Linked DNA regions of Mus musculus: region 2 is linked to region 1. The links are chromatin contacts, called in public promoter capture Hi-C maps. All regions are on one chromosome and are shown on one strand. Each heading gives the region's core, a stretch centred on a gene start, on an enhancer-like site or on the middle of the called end of the contact. The rest is flanking DNA. Distances are from core to core; before and after follow the strand shown.

Region 1 (7,535 bases), core at 3,760-6,259:
TATATGTTCTTTTAAATCTCATTTTAAAACAATGTTGAGAGCTTTGGCTCTGTTCTAGAAAAATTGCTTGAATTGAAGACTGGGGGCAGTGGTAAGAAGAATATTAAGAAAGAGTTAATGGATAGAAAATACACTGGAAATGAAATCTTATAAGGATAATAATAACAGGCGGGATGAAGTCTTTCCAAGTGCAGCATTCAGTAGAGAGCAGATTCTGAAGGAGGTATTGTGGTGGTAATAGTGGTGTGGCCCATGCAGGAGAGCTAGTACTGGGTGCTAGTACAAAGCCACCCCGAATTTTATCTTCATAAAATAAAACACATTTACAAATCCCTTATTTAGAAAGGGGAGATCAATGAAAATCTCCAGGGAGCTCCCGTTTGGCCAAAGACTCCAGGAGAGGTTGTATAAGGTGTGTCCTTGGTGAAGGTCTGTCCTGGAGTCTGGACTTGGACTCTGGTCCCATGGGGCAAAGAGCATCTTCTTCCCAAGGGTACAGTGACCCTGCAAGCATTAGCAGAGACTTCTACTGTGAAGGGACTGCTACAGCGCTCAACTGTGTCTTTGAGGCATCTTTTTTCTTTCCACCTCTAGGATTCTATGGGCTGCTGCTGTGGGGTTAGGTAAACTGGGCCTTAGCTGACCTCTGGTTTTATTTGGAAGATTCCCAAAGGACATAGTCAACAATAGAGCTTCTTCATTAATATTCTTAAAACACAACTCACCATAAAAATCAAGTTATATCTGATGTATTTGGGAATCTACCCGAAAGGTTTAGTTTCTGAAATGTCCATTACTCTTTAAGACATTTCAATGCTCCCCAAACAAAATTGAAAGCAGAATTACCCTGGGGAGGTGCAGTAGTACCTGTGTGAATTGGGAAGAATCTGAATGCAGGGAGGCAGGAACCATGTTTCATTATTATTTATTCGGAGGGTACTTTTCTCTTCATTCCTCATACAAATTGCAGTAGTGCTTGTCTTAGTTTGGGTTTCCAGAGGTTCAGTCACACAGTATCAGCACAATGGGAAACATGGAAGCATCCAGGTAGACATGGTGCTGAAGAAAGAGTTCTACATCCTGATCCTAAGTCAGCCAGAAGTTTGGCTTCCACCCTTGGTGGAGCCACCCCCACAGTGATACAGTTCCTCCAACGAGGCCATGCCTACTCCAACAAAGACACACTTCCTAATAGTGGGCCAAGCATTCAAATACCAGTCTATGCGGCCAAACCCACTCGAACCAGGACAGTGTTCAATTTGATACTCTTGAAAGATGTTTTAGAAGAATAATGACTAGACCTAACATACACTAAAGGTGATTCCTGGTTATGGGTTAAGTATTGAAATTTATTTTGTTTTCAGTCAATTTCCCCCTGTTTCTTGGGTTAATTTTGAACTCCAGGGCTAAATTAACCCCCCTACTGTAGTCTTCTGAGTAGCCAGCACCACAGGGGCTATGCTGACTAGTTTTATATTGACTAGATACAATTGAAAGTCATCTGAGAGGAAAGAGCTTCAATGAAAATTCCTCTTGAAGGTAAGCCTAGGGCATTTTCTTAATTAGTGATTGATGTGGGATGGCCTTTCACATTGTAGTTGGGGACACCCCTGGGCTGATGGCCCTGGTACTATAAGAAAGCAGGCTGAGCAAGCCATAGGGAACAAGCCAGTAAGCAGCATTCCTCCCTGACTCTATTCCTGCTGTGTTTCCATTCCTGCTCTGACTTCCCTAAGAGGAGGATCATGACCTGACATTTGAAAGATGAAGTGAACCTTTTCCTCCCTGAGTTGCCTTTTTGGTCACAGTGCATCCTTACAATAGTACTAACCCTTATATGCTACCATATCCAGCAAAAGGATGCATTTCTAGAAACACACTTAACTGTTAATTCAAGAATGTTGTATGCTCTCAAAGGTAGGAAGTTTTTAAAACATTCTTCATTAAGGGTAATTCCTTTATTACAGGGCCTAAGAGATATTCAGAATTAACTATTAAAAACATATGTTGAATACAATGTAGGCATATTATTGCTTTAAACTTACTCTAAGAGTTTTTCTATACTATGCTTTTATAATTTCTCACCTAAAACTACATTCACCAATAAACACATTTCACACCTTGGCAGATGATCTATAACCCTATTAAAAAACTAATAAAAAGATCAAAAGGTATAAGAAAATGTAGGAGCTTAACTGTAGCAGTTACTTATGATTATATATGTAAATATATGTATGCTTGCATGCACGCTCCCCACTGTATAACAGAGCACTTCAGAATTTAGTGACCTAAAAACAGTAGTCATTTTATCAAATTTTACGACTCAGAAATTTGAGCAGTGCTCTATTGGGTGTTTATTTTGTTCCAAGTAGGATCAATGAATCTTACTGAATGAGATTTATCTGGTGGATGAAGTCAACATGAAGCCATTCACATTTCATAGGAGATACTGAGAGGCAGGGGTTAGTCGGCAGACCTGGCCAGGGTCCACATCCAGTGGCCTTTTCGGCGAGGCACTATCATAGGAGTTGAATTTACATGTCAGCCCAGAGCTATCAGAGGGAATAACCCAAACTAATATACTGAAAATGCAAAGTTCCCTTTGGCTTAACTTTGAAAATCTTAAAATATATCTTATTCCAGGTTCTATTTTTTAAGGTAGATTATAACCAATTCAAGAGTGAGGGTTAAAACTCTATCTTTCTCTTTCTCTCTTTTTTTTAAATTTTGAAATTAAAATATGATTATATTATTTTTATCCTTCCCTTTCCTCCCTCCAACCCTTCCCATGTACCCTACTCCCTTCTATTTATTTTTAAAAATCAAGTTCACAAACTATGTTTTTAAAAAAATTATTGTTGCATATAGTGGAAGAGGTAGGGGAAACCCTGAAAGAGCCAGAGAAACAGGAGTTTGCTTTGCGATTTCCTCTTCTAGACCTGTCAGGGAAGCTACACCCAGGAAGACTCATGAACATGAGCTGAACAGGGATGGCACCGATAGACATGCTAACACGAAAAGGGGGAAGTCTCATGGGGCCTCAACCCTAGACAAAGAACTCCATGCAACTACGACATTCTGGGAGCAGGGAAAATAGACTCCTAATTACAGGACAGCAAAGACATTGCAATGGACTTATTCTACAATACAGGTGGGAAACAGGTAGAGCACCTGGGCACATTACCACTAGGCTTTCAGCTCCGATCTTGGACTAAATGTTCACTTTGCAGTGTATTCTAGTCCGGTTCTGATGGAAGACAAATGGAATCCCTGAATTTTAACAGTGTCAGATTGATTTGTTCTACAGCTGCCCCATACTTTTTTTTTTTTTTTCTCACTAAGTCATTGTCAACATAAACCATGATCAGAGGTTCTCTGCAGTGACATTTATTTGGGATGAGCAGAGCCCTGGGAGAGAGGAGACGAACAAGAATTAACCACAGATATAGTCAACAGGGTTTGAGGAAGGATTCGACTCTAAATTTAAAAAGAGATAAACTTACAAAAACGTCTTGAATATCAAGACTTTGGGTTTTGGAGGAGGGGGGAAGAAGGTCTTGAGGTGGGTTCCCTTGTATAGTTTGTAGGATTGCTAGGCAAATTCTCTGCGTGAGCATTCGTATGGACTGCTGCAGTCTTAATGTTACAGATAATCCTATCCCCTTCCCGACCCCCTGTTGTGGGAGAGGTGCGCAAAGCAAGCTGGCCTATTAAAACAAACATCTTATCAACCAAGAAACTCCCTACCTCAGACAGGTATGAACACCCCTCCCCCAATAATACTGTCAAGTTCTAATTTTGTTTGGATCTGACAAGGACTTCATCCTAATATCATCAGTTTTTATGAATGAATATCTGACCAGAACGTTCTTTTTGTGTGGCCCCTGATAGTCATAAGGTCATTAAAGGTGAAGCTAGATGCCATTCCAGAGAGAAAAACCTGGCTTCATTTTGAAGATGAGGAGACTACCGGGGTCTCAAGAAGTTACGTGACCTGTCCAAAGCCAGAAACTGCTAGTAGAGTCACACCCTACTGTGAAGTTTGGAAAGAAACAACCACTGATTTATCTGTGGAGAGGCATCTTCTAGCCAAATCTTCCTTAAGCAATACCCATCTACCTGGATTTGCAATCTATTTAATTACTAGTTCTGAGTACAATTGATGCATCTAATAAAACTAACCCATGATCCCAGGCAATGTCCCACGGCAGAAAAAATCCCATCAAGACTCAGGTGCAGGCATCGGGCCACTAGCTCCTGGAGTTGGTTTCACGCTCTGCCATTTTCAGATGCTTTGGTTGTTATTTTGCCTAGAAGTATTCTTACAGCAGGTTTGCCTCTGGTCCTTAGAACCATAGTCTTCAGCACTCCACTTAGAACCAGCCTGTTCATTGTATAAATGCCGACGTTTTTCTGCCCAGAGCACAAATGTGGACTACTCACTGATGAAATAAATGTGCTGGCCTAATTCTTCTTGCTCCTTTGTTTCGAGAGAAGTTTGCTTTTAAGATGAGGGGACAGAGAGCTCTGACTTTTATTTTATAGACCGCAGGGATTCTAGGTGGCCTTAAGTACTGTTCCCGAAGCTTGGATTTCCTGTTTAGAGGGTGCACTGTCAAGATTAGCTTTTGTCTTCTGCTGTGGCTAATTTGTCTTCCTCTTGGAGCAGCCAGTGGGGGCGGGGGTGTGGGCAGGACCGGTCTGCTGATGGAGACACCTCCTTCCACTCTCTGACCTGGGCGGGATCAGGCTTCTCGCTTGGCTGGGAGGAGCCCCAAGGGGGCGGATCCCGGTCCACAGGGGGCGGGGCAGCTGACCCCTGGCCACTCCCGGGGACCGTGGAGGGGGGCGCGTCCCGGTGGAGCTGGTGCCGCGCGCTCGGGAGTGGGTTGGCTTCGCTGGGGCGGGGCGGGGCAGGGCGGGGCGGCGGCGGGATGGGCTGGCTGGGACGCGTGCGGCGGCGGCTCCGGGGGGCCCGGCTCCTCCCCGCCTGTGCGCCGGAGCGCCGGCGGCCGCGCTGAGCTGTGCGGCGCGGGCCGGGCGAGCAGCCGCCTGCGCCCCGAGCGAGCGGAGCGCGGCCATGCCCGGGCCCTAGCGCGCTACCGCAGCCCGCGCCCGCCGCCGCCTCTTCAATGGGCAACCTGCTCGGCGGGGTCAGCTTCCGCGAGCCCACCACCGTGGAGGACTGCGACTCCACCTGGCAGACCGATTCGGAGCCCGAGCCCGAGCAGCCGGGGCCGGCAGGCGGTGGCGAGGGCCAGCAGCACGACGAGCCGGAGCAGCCCAAGCAACCTCCCGAGAGAGCCGGAGGGCGGCCCCGCGCCAGCCCCGTGCCCGAGGACCACGCCGAGGCGGCGGGCGCGGAGCAGGTACGCGGCCCCGGGACCCACGGTGGGCCCGGCGAGGTCGTGCTCCCGGCGCCCGGGAGGGGACTGCCCCCGGGGATGCAGGGCGGGATGCTCGGCGTGCTTGGCCCGGGCACCCGACCTAAGGGAGCCTGCGGTGCCCAGGTGGCTAGCTGCTAGCCCAGGGGGCCTTGCTGTGAACCTCGCAGGGAAGTCTCCCCAAGGCAGACCCCGACCCCACTCGGTGTTCTCTTTGCCTCTGCAGCGCAGCTGGGTGATGCGAAGGTGGGGTGGGAGGAACTAAACTAAAAATAGAAGATTGTGAGGAGGACCCGGCCAGTGCCTGTTATTGATTTTTTTTTAATTTTAATTTTTTAAAAAAAGATTTAAAATATTATTCAGAGCAAGACAACTGCAGTTGTGAAGCGGCCCGCAGCCTCCCCCTCCCAGCGAGGGTCCAACGGGCATTAAAAGTATCACAGAAGGTTCCTGAGCAAACTTAAAATAACACCGTTCATTTCCCCAAGAGAAACCTTTCAACGACTTGAGTATTCCTTTAACATTTACGTTCACCCAGAAGACTTGTTGATCCAACCAAGCTTAAGTCAGTTGACCAATACAATTAGGTAGATAGGTTAGAAGAGAGATAGATGGCGTCCCTTAACCTCTTGTGGCTTCAGAAACTTTTAAAAGGAGGAACTGTATATTTTTAAAGAAGTCTGCACCGTTTAAGGTTGGTGGTTCTGTATTAGGCCTCCCTCTTACAACTTGAAGGAAAATGGAGCCCAAAATCCAATGTGACTTTAGGGGAAGCATCACCTTTCCAGGAAGTCCGAGCCTTCCCATCCAGGTTAATTGAGCGTGTTATTGAATGGAATGCAATTTCCAGGTGTGCGGTCCGTTTTAATTCCCCATTTTGGAGAACTGTGAGCCTTAAAGGAAATCTTGCCCAAAGCATACGAGGAGAAAAGTATGTCTGTGGCCAAAGTGAGGGCCTTGGCCCTGCTAATGAGATCTTGGCCGCCCTTGTCTTCTGTTCCCGTTTGTATTTTGCACTTAGTGTTATGTGCTCAACCCCAAAACAATAGCGCATGCCACATTTCAGCGTCTTATCCTCCCATTTGTCTTCCAAGTAAATAGCAAATAGCCACTGAGAAGTTTGGAATTAAAGAAACAAAAACAAAACTTGTTAATACAATTAACTAGGTCAATTGTAAAATAACATACCATTTCAACAAATACTCTGCAACCTGAGTAAGAATAGAGCATCCTTTAATTGTTAATTTTTGTTCCTGGAAGTTCCACCAGACTTCTTAAATAATCGTTGTGACGCTGTTTTGACTCCTTACTCTATTTGCCCACTATGCGGACCGGTCAGTTCCCCCTTTAAAGGAGGTTGCAGACTGGTTTCACCCGCTCACTGTCTTTGCTCTCATCCATCTCTGTAAACGTTAGACAAAAGATGGTACCACTAACTGAGGTGAGGAAACCTGGGGTGAAAGATGTTTCAGAGGTTAAGTCAAGGCTTATGCTAAGTTTTGCGTCCTATTAGACACCCAAGTGGATGGGCGAGTAGTTAATGGTCTCTATAAATAGATGCTCCGTCTAGGCTGGAGCTATAGGCTTGCATTTAGTATCTATACATAGATACTGTCTAAGCTGGAGCTATAGGCATGCATTTAGGATAAGTTGTACTCAAAAAAAAAAAATCAATGCAAGATAAGAGGTCATCAAAGAGTCATGAGGGGTGAGAATAAGGCTGTCTATACGGGTTGTGATTAAGACGAGAAAAAGGGGAGCAATGGTACAGGAAGCAAGTCAGGAGAGAGTGGTATTCTGACAGCTAAGTGTTAACACTGCTTCAGGGCCTTACAGGGTCCCAGCTGCTGGGAAGTCCCTGGGATGACCGCTGAGACATGATTTGAGTAAATGGGGGATTGGTTTGGAAAGTTCCTAATAGTCCCATTTTAAAGCAATGCCCTGGACAGAGTGTCAGTTCCTTGGTGAAGATTCACTTCAGAAGAAAGCAGAGACACAGCCTGCAAGTAGGGTAGACCTGGGTCAAGGGAGGCGTTATGCTTAGGATTGGAGAGACTACAGTGTGTTTGGTGGTTGCATGGAATGGTTTGGAAGAGCCAAGTTTTGATGATCCAGGGAAGGGGAATTAAGGAGCAGATTCCTTGCTGAGGA
Region 2 (6,893 bases), core at 3,185-5,684, 51 kb before region 1:
TTCACTGTGTCTCTGTTTAGTTTCTGTTTCCACGATCTGTCCATTGATGAAAGTGTGGTGTTGAAGTCTCCCACTATTATTGTGTGAGGTTCCGTATGTGCTTTGAGCTTTACTAAAGTTTCTTTAATGAATGTGGCTGCCCTTGCATTGGGAGCATAGATATTCAGAATTGAGAGTTCCTCTTGGAAGATTTTACCTTTGATGAGTATGAAGTGTCCCTCCTTGTCTTTTTTAATAACTTTGGGTTGGAAGTTGATTTTATTAGATATTAGAATGGCTAATCCAGCTTGTTTCTTCAGATCATTTGCTTGGAAAATTGTTTTCCAGCCTTTCACTCTGAGGTAGTGTCTGTCTTTTTCCCTGAGATGGGTTTCCTGTAAGCAGCAAAATGTTGGGCTCTGTTTGTGTAGCCACTCTGTTAGTCTATATCTTTTTATTGGGGAATTGAGTCCATTGATATTAAGAGATATTAAGAAAAAGTAATTGTTGCTTCCTGTTATTTTTGTTGTTAGAGTTGGAATTCTGTTCTTGTGGTTGTCTTCTTTTAGGTTTGTTGAAGGATTACTTTCTCGCTTTTTCTAGGGTGTGGTTTTCATCCTTGTATTGATTTTTTTTTCTGTTATTATCCTTTGAAGGGCTGGATTTGTGGGAAGATATTGTGTGAATTTGGTTTTGTCATGGAATACTTTGGTTTCTCCATCTATGGTAATTGAGAATTTTGCTGGGTATAGTAGCCTGGGCTGGCATTTGTGTTCTCTTAGTGTCTGTATAACATCTGTTCAGGCTATTCTGGCTTTCATAGTCTCTGGTGAGAAATCTGGAGTAATTCTAATAGGACTGCCTTTATATGTTACTTGACCTTTTTCCCTTGCTGCTTTTAATATTTTGTCTTTATTTAGTGCATTTGTTGTTCTGATTATTATGTGTCGGGAGGAATTTCTTTTCTGGTCCAGTCTATTTGGAGTTCTGTAGGCTTCTTGTATGTTCATGGGCATCTCTTTCTTTAGGTTTGGGAAGTTTTCTTCTATAATTTTGTTGAAGATATTTGCTGGCCCTTTTAGTTAAATATCTTCATTCTCATCTACTCCTATTATTGGTAGGTTTGGTCTTCTCTTTGTGTCCTGGATTTCCTGGATGTTTTGAGTTAGGATCTTTTTGCATTTTGCATTTTCTTTTATTTTTGTGCCCATGTTCCCTATGGAATCTTCTGCATATGAGATTCTCTCTTCCATCTCGTATTCTGTTGCTGATGTTTGCATCTATGGTTCCTGATTTCTTTCCATGGGTTTCTATCTCCAGAGTTGTCTCCCTTTGGGTTTTCTGTATTGCTTTTATTTCCCTTTTTAGATCCTGCATGGTTTTGTTCACTTCCATGTCCTGTTTGGTACTGTTTTCCTATAACTCCCTAAGGCATATTTGTGTTTCCTCTTGAAAGGCTTCTAGCTGTTTACCTGTGTTTTCCTAAATTTCCTTCTTAAAGTCCTCCATCATCATCATGAGAAGTGACTTTAGATCCATGTCTTGCTTTTCTGGTGTGATGGTGTATCCAAGACTTTTTATGGTGGGAGAGTTTAGTTCTGATGATGCCAAGTAACCTTGGTTTCTGTTGCTTTTGTTCTTACACTTGCCTCCTGCCATCTTATTATTGCAAGTATTTGCTGACCTCAATATATCTGATTGGAGCCTGTGTTTCCTATAATCCCAGTTGATTCAGGACTCCTCAGAGTCCAGCTTTCTCTGTGATTCTTTGCTTGTGGGCTCCTGTGAACCTGAGATTCTGGGTGTGTCAGAGTTCTTGGCAGTCAAGTTCCTCTGAGACCCTGAAATACTGGTGTGACCAAGCTCCTTTTATCCTGGGATTCTGTTGTCAAAGATCCTGGGTGTGTTACAGTGTCAGGAAGTGGTGTCTCCTTTGAGGAGCGTGGAGCTGTCTGGTCAGTTGCCCTAAGATTTCGTGGAGAGTCCTCTAGGGACCTTGGGGTTGTCTGCCGATTCTGTGCCCAAGGTAACCTGGTGCTGCCACTGCCCGGAAAGGACTTGTTGTGTGGGCTTTTCTAAACAATCAGAGGACTATCTCTTAGCACACCTTTCAGTGAATCAAATTCTGGGGGAAAAAAAACACATTTACTTAACTTTTTACAACCGTGGTCATTTTGAGCTACCACAAATCTTACAGAGGAATGGGTATGGAGATGTTTGTCCAGTCTTAGGAGTTGGCTGTTTCCTGTTTCCTTGCTGTCCAGGATCTGTGGAACCATCCAAGGATAGACCAGAAGAACCAAGTCCAGTAGAATCATCTGTGTCTGTGAGAGGAGATTGGAGCATCTGTAGGTTGCTTCTCTGGAGCTGTCCTGGATGTAATAAGTGCCTGAACTTGACAAGATGCTGAAACACACACACACACACATATTTATATTATAGGTAGAAAATACAATTAAGTACATTTGGGAAAAACAAATTTTTTTCTTGGATGTATATTTGAAACCCAGAACTTTGGCAGATGTACTTATCTGGATAGAGTCTATTTGGTCCATGAGAGGTAGATGTGAGTGAGTTTTCTGTAGCTTATAAGCTTACAAAAGAGATAACAACATGAGTTAACAATATGAACAGTCTTTTAGATGAGCCTTTGTGGGTCAGAAGGAACAAGAATTTGTGATTATATACTTGGATTGTATATGTAGTGGAATTTTAATTAGGGGTAGGCAAATTTATAAGAACTTGAATGATGTTAGGACAGTGGCATAGCAAGAAGAGGAAATATGAAGCATTTAATCAATGGAAACCAAGTTTAGGTAAGAAAGTAACTGATTACACCTGGGAAAGCTTTTTCTAGCTGTCAAGCTACAGTTACCTTAGCTGTCAATGTAATCAGAAATCTAAGAAAGAATAAACTATAATCTAGCAGTCATATATCAATTAAAAAATGACAGAGTCCACTAGCCAATAGTTCCCTGTGGTCTCTGTGGTCTTCATGGCAACTTGGGCAGAGTCAGTCTGGCTTTTAAGCCCAGAAGACAAAGATCCTTTTTTTTTCCCTGTGGCATAGATACATGTGACATGAGAAATGACTTTCCTTGATTTAAATAAGGCTCAGGGTATCCAGTTTTGTCCACTGTGTTTTTCAGTGGTTACCATACCACAACCTAGGCAGCTTCTTGCAATTGTGTCCATATCTTCTGAGACCTCGTGGGAGTGAACTGTTAAAGGCTTCGGAAGACTTTGTCTGTCACAAACTTAAATGTATTAATAATTATCAGACTTCTGACAAGGTTAAGGGCTATATCAATTGATTATATCTAAATAGAGCAGACCATAACTCAATGGCAGTAGAAAAAAATCATCATCTATCAAGACAGGAGAGAGAGAGAGAGAGAGAGAGAGAGAGAGAGAAGAGGAGGTCAGCAATGAGCATGTAGAGAGAGAGAGGGAAGGGAATAGGGAGAGAGGGGAGGCAGGGAAAACAAGAGCAAGAGAAAGCAAGAGAGCAAGAGAGCGAGAGAGCAAGGAGGGGACAAGCACCCCCTTTTATAGTGAGTCAGCCATACCTAGCTGTTGCCAGGTAACTGTGGGGTGCAGCTTAGACAGAATGCTAACATCTGATTTGGTATCAGTCAAGATAGGAGAAGCACAAATTTAGAAAGCTCAGAGCAATTTGCAGAGCCAGGAGCTGAAAACTATATAAGGTTAGATAAATATTTTAGGTTCTTCTTTCACTCTCTGTTTTCCCTTCCTCTAAAAAACAAACAAACAAACCAAAATAATAAACAACAACAAAACTAAACTAAAACAGAGAAGACTTTGTGTTTCAGGTTTGGAGAGCTTTTTAGGAGTCACCAAGTTCATTATACAGAAATTCCACAAGAGTCTTTTCTTTTTAATTTGATAGTTATTTTATTTTTAATTTATGTATGTTTATTTTAAGAGCACTGGTGATTTTCCTACATGTATGTCTATTTGAGGGTGTCAGATATTGGAGTTATAGACAGTGATGAACTGCCATATGGCTACTAGGAATTGAACCTGGGTCCTCTGGAAGAGCAGTCAGCACTCTTCTGACTGTTGAGCCATCTCTTTAGCCCCTCCATAGGAGTCTTAAGAAGTAGTTTGCAAGTGTCCAGAAGAATACCTTCAAGGACAGGAAATACTCTTTCTGCCCTCTAGGAAGACCTGTTCTTTGGGAAATGGGAGCTTAAATAAACACTGTTTTCTGAAGTCAGACAATAACAAGGAAAGTTGGACTTCAAATCTAATCATCCTGACTTCTCACTCAGTGATCTGTATGGGAAACTTTAGTAGATATTCTTGATTATAAAATGGTCTGAAGGAAACTAACTTGGTTTAACTCTACAAGGGAAGTCCACATTCAAGTGAAGGGGAAGGAGTCAGTGATGTCCGGCGAGGTTGTGAAATCTGATGTCCATTGAGAAACATGCAGAGCTCGTGAGCTCTCCAAACACTGGGACAGGAAGTTCTTACTTACTTTTTGGCTAGAACCAATGTTGCTTTGAGAACATTTCTTCTCTTGTTCCTCATTTTTCTCTTTCCAGTTTCACAATCAGCAGGTGGTCAAATATAGACTGTTATCTCAGGGAGAAAACAATTTAAAAAATTATTGTCCTTTTCAACAAAAATCAAAAGATTCCCTAAGAACTATTACAATTATTGATAGAAAAACAAAACACACGCGCACACACATAAACACAGACTAAACAAATAGACAACCCACAGTTCTCACCATCAAAAGATTAAAAGATAATTTATTCTGGAGCCAAATTCGGGTGAACATGGTCTGAGAACACAGATATATGTTACTCCAAATTCTATGCTCCAACATGGTAACAGCTTCATGAAGTTTTATCATTTTACAGAACAAAGAATGTCATAAATCAAGTCAAGTTTAAAATACATAAATGGATATATTTGCCAGGTGGTTCCAGCAAAATACAGGAAGCTTTTCTATAGGTCTCAGACACTATCTGACAACATTCTTAGCATTGGGATTGGTAGAAGCCAAGATCTGATAAATTAATAGATTCCATTTTATTTTATTAGTCACAGGGTGGTAGTTCCAAAACAGAGGTGGGCAAAGAACGGCTGTATAGGTGGCTAAAGCTCGCCTGGAGATTAGACATTAGCCTCTAGACCTGAAACATTCCAATCTCAACACATCACTTCAGTCTTAATCAGTCAAATGCTCTCTGCAGAGATAGCTATTTTCCAGGAATACTTGTTGATACAACCTTTAGCACACACAAAAAAGCAAATTTTCCATTTGAGCCCATTATGTCAGCTGTATCCTTTGTCTTTTCACAAGGGTTTTTGCCAGTTTAATACTGCCAGCCGGCACTTCCCACATCTTCAGCCTCAGGAGTAGAAGAATATCCTCAGGCTCTCTTAGGGTATGAGAGGTATGCCCAGTATGGCAAATGTCTTTCTCTCTCAGTGTTCACTAATGTGCTTGTAGAAACTGGCACAGTTGCACACACTAACGATGGAGGAAAACCACATAACCTTACCTTGGAGATTCTTTTTCCTTCCAGCACTGACTCTGTTCAATGTGTAGTAGAGCCACAAGTTGAGGAAGCCCTGGTACATCAATTGTTTCATGAAGCTTGAAATGCTAATAGTTCAGCAGCTGCTTTGGCAAAAAGTCTGGCCAAGTGCTGCTCCATCTCAAATGCCCTCTTTTTCTGTAGAAGGGCTATTTTTTTTCTTGATGCATTGAACACTTTTAAGTGAGGAAAAGATAGAAAAAACTTAATGAAGATGAGTAAACACTTATCCAAGAGTACAATGCAGAGAAAATGTGGCACACAGTCTTTGGTCACCTAGAAACATAAAGAACATAAAGAGGTGGAGTGAACAGGTTACCAGAAAGGGAATTACAGATATAAAAAATTCCTTCTAGGAGAGAGAGAAAAAAAAAAGGAAGTCTAGGGTTTTGGGTGTTTACAATCTCTGAAACTCCTTACAAAATGAGAAAGCAACAGAAAGATATGCCTGTGAGAGGAAATTTAATAAGTTCATACAGTTTCTGACCCTAGAGGAAAGAGGAAAAGTCTATGCAAATCAATCTCTGTTTTACTAAATAGAAGGGGAAGGAGTGGACCATAAGGAAGAAGGAAAGGAGGAATGAAAAGGAATGAAAAAGAAACAAAAGATAGAAAGGAAAGATGAAAAGAAAGAAGGAAAGAAAGGAAGAGAAGAAAGAAAGAAAGAAAGAAAGAAAGAAAGAAAGAAAGAAAGAAAGAAAGAAAGAAAGAAAGAGAGGGAGGGAGGGAGGAAGGGAGGAAGAAAGGAAGGAAAGAAGGAAGGAAGGAAGGAAGAAAGAAAGAAAGAAAGAAAGAAAGAAAGAAAGAAAGAGAGAGAGAGAAAGGGAGAGAAAGAAAGGAAGGAAGGCAGGGAGAGAGGAGAAAGAAGAAAAGAAAAGAAGAGGAGAGGAGAGGAGAGGAGAGGAAAACAAAAGAAAAGAAAGGAGGGAGGATAGAAAGAATGAGGGAAGTATTGGTTTCAGTTTTTGACCCCTAAGACAAGGGACTGAGATGCATATTTTACACACCAAAGCAGACCTGGAAATAGAAACTAAACAGAGACACAGTGAAACTAATGGAAGTTATGAACCAAATGGACGTAACAGATATCTACAGAGCATTTCACCCTAAAACAAAAGAATACACCTTCTTCTCAGAGCCTCATGGTACTTTCTACAAAATTGACCATATAATCTGACACAAAACAAGCCTCAACCAATACAAAAAGATTGAAATTTTCTCATCCATCCTACCAAATCACCATGGACTAAGGCTGGCCTTCAACAACAACAAGAGAAAGCCCACGTACACACGGAAGCTGAACAATTATCTACTCAATGATAACTTGGTCAGGGAGGA

The links. Promoter capture Hi-C pulls out the DNA fragments that hold promoters and counts their contacts.
Region 2: a contact with region 1 is called in a promoter capture Hi-C map of neutrophils. The contact joins the enhancer-like site here to the promoter of Ogfrl1 in region 1. A contact is called at or near these places in 4 of 39 promoter capture datasets (the C10 cell line, macrophages, neutrophils and 1 more), 4 of 484 Hi-C or Micro-C datasets (erythroblasts, granulocyte-monocyte progenitors, neutrophils and 1 more), 5 of 115 datasets of contacts at active chromatin or transcription factors (the HPC-7 cell line, bone marrow-derived macrophages, microglia and 1 more) and 3 of 9 other capture datasets (adipose tissue, liver and pancreatic islet).

What each region holds. Positions count from the first base shown.
Region 1 is chr1:23,380,649-23,388,183 of GRCm38.p6, reverse strand. It overlaps Ogfrl1 (opioid growth factor receptor-like 1), which reads left to right and starts at 5,009. Exons shown (of 7, transcript NM_001081079.1): 1 at 5,009-5,369. The coding sequence starts at 5,133.
Region 2 is chr1:23,431,387-23,438,279 of GRCm38.p6, reverse strand. No RefSeq gene overlaps it. Among named protein-coding and RNA genes, the nearest start is that of Gm19673, 35 kb to the right of the region's middle. Within about 2 kb of position 4,434, at least 41 of the 459 cell types and tissues checked have an H3K27ac peak or open chromatin away from gene starts, as enhancers often do. A contact at or near this core is called in adipose tissue, bone marrow-derived macrophages, erythroblasts and 3 more, where this site is marked.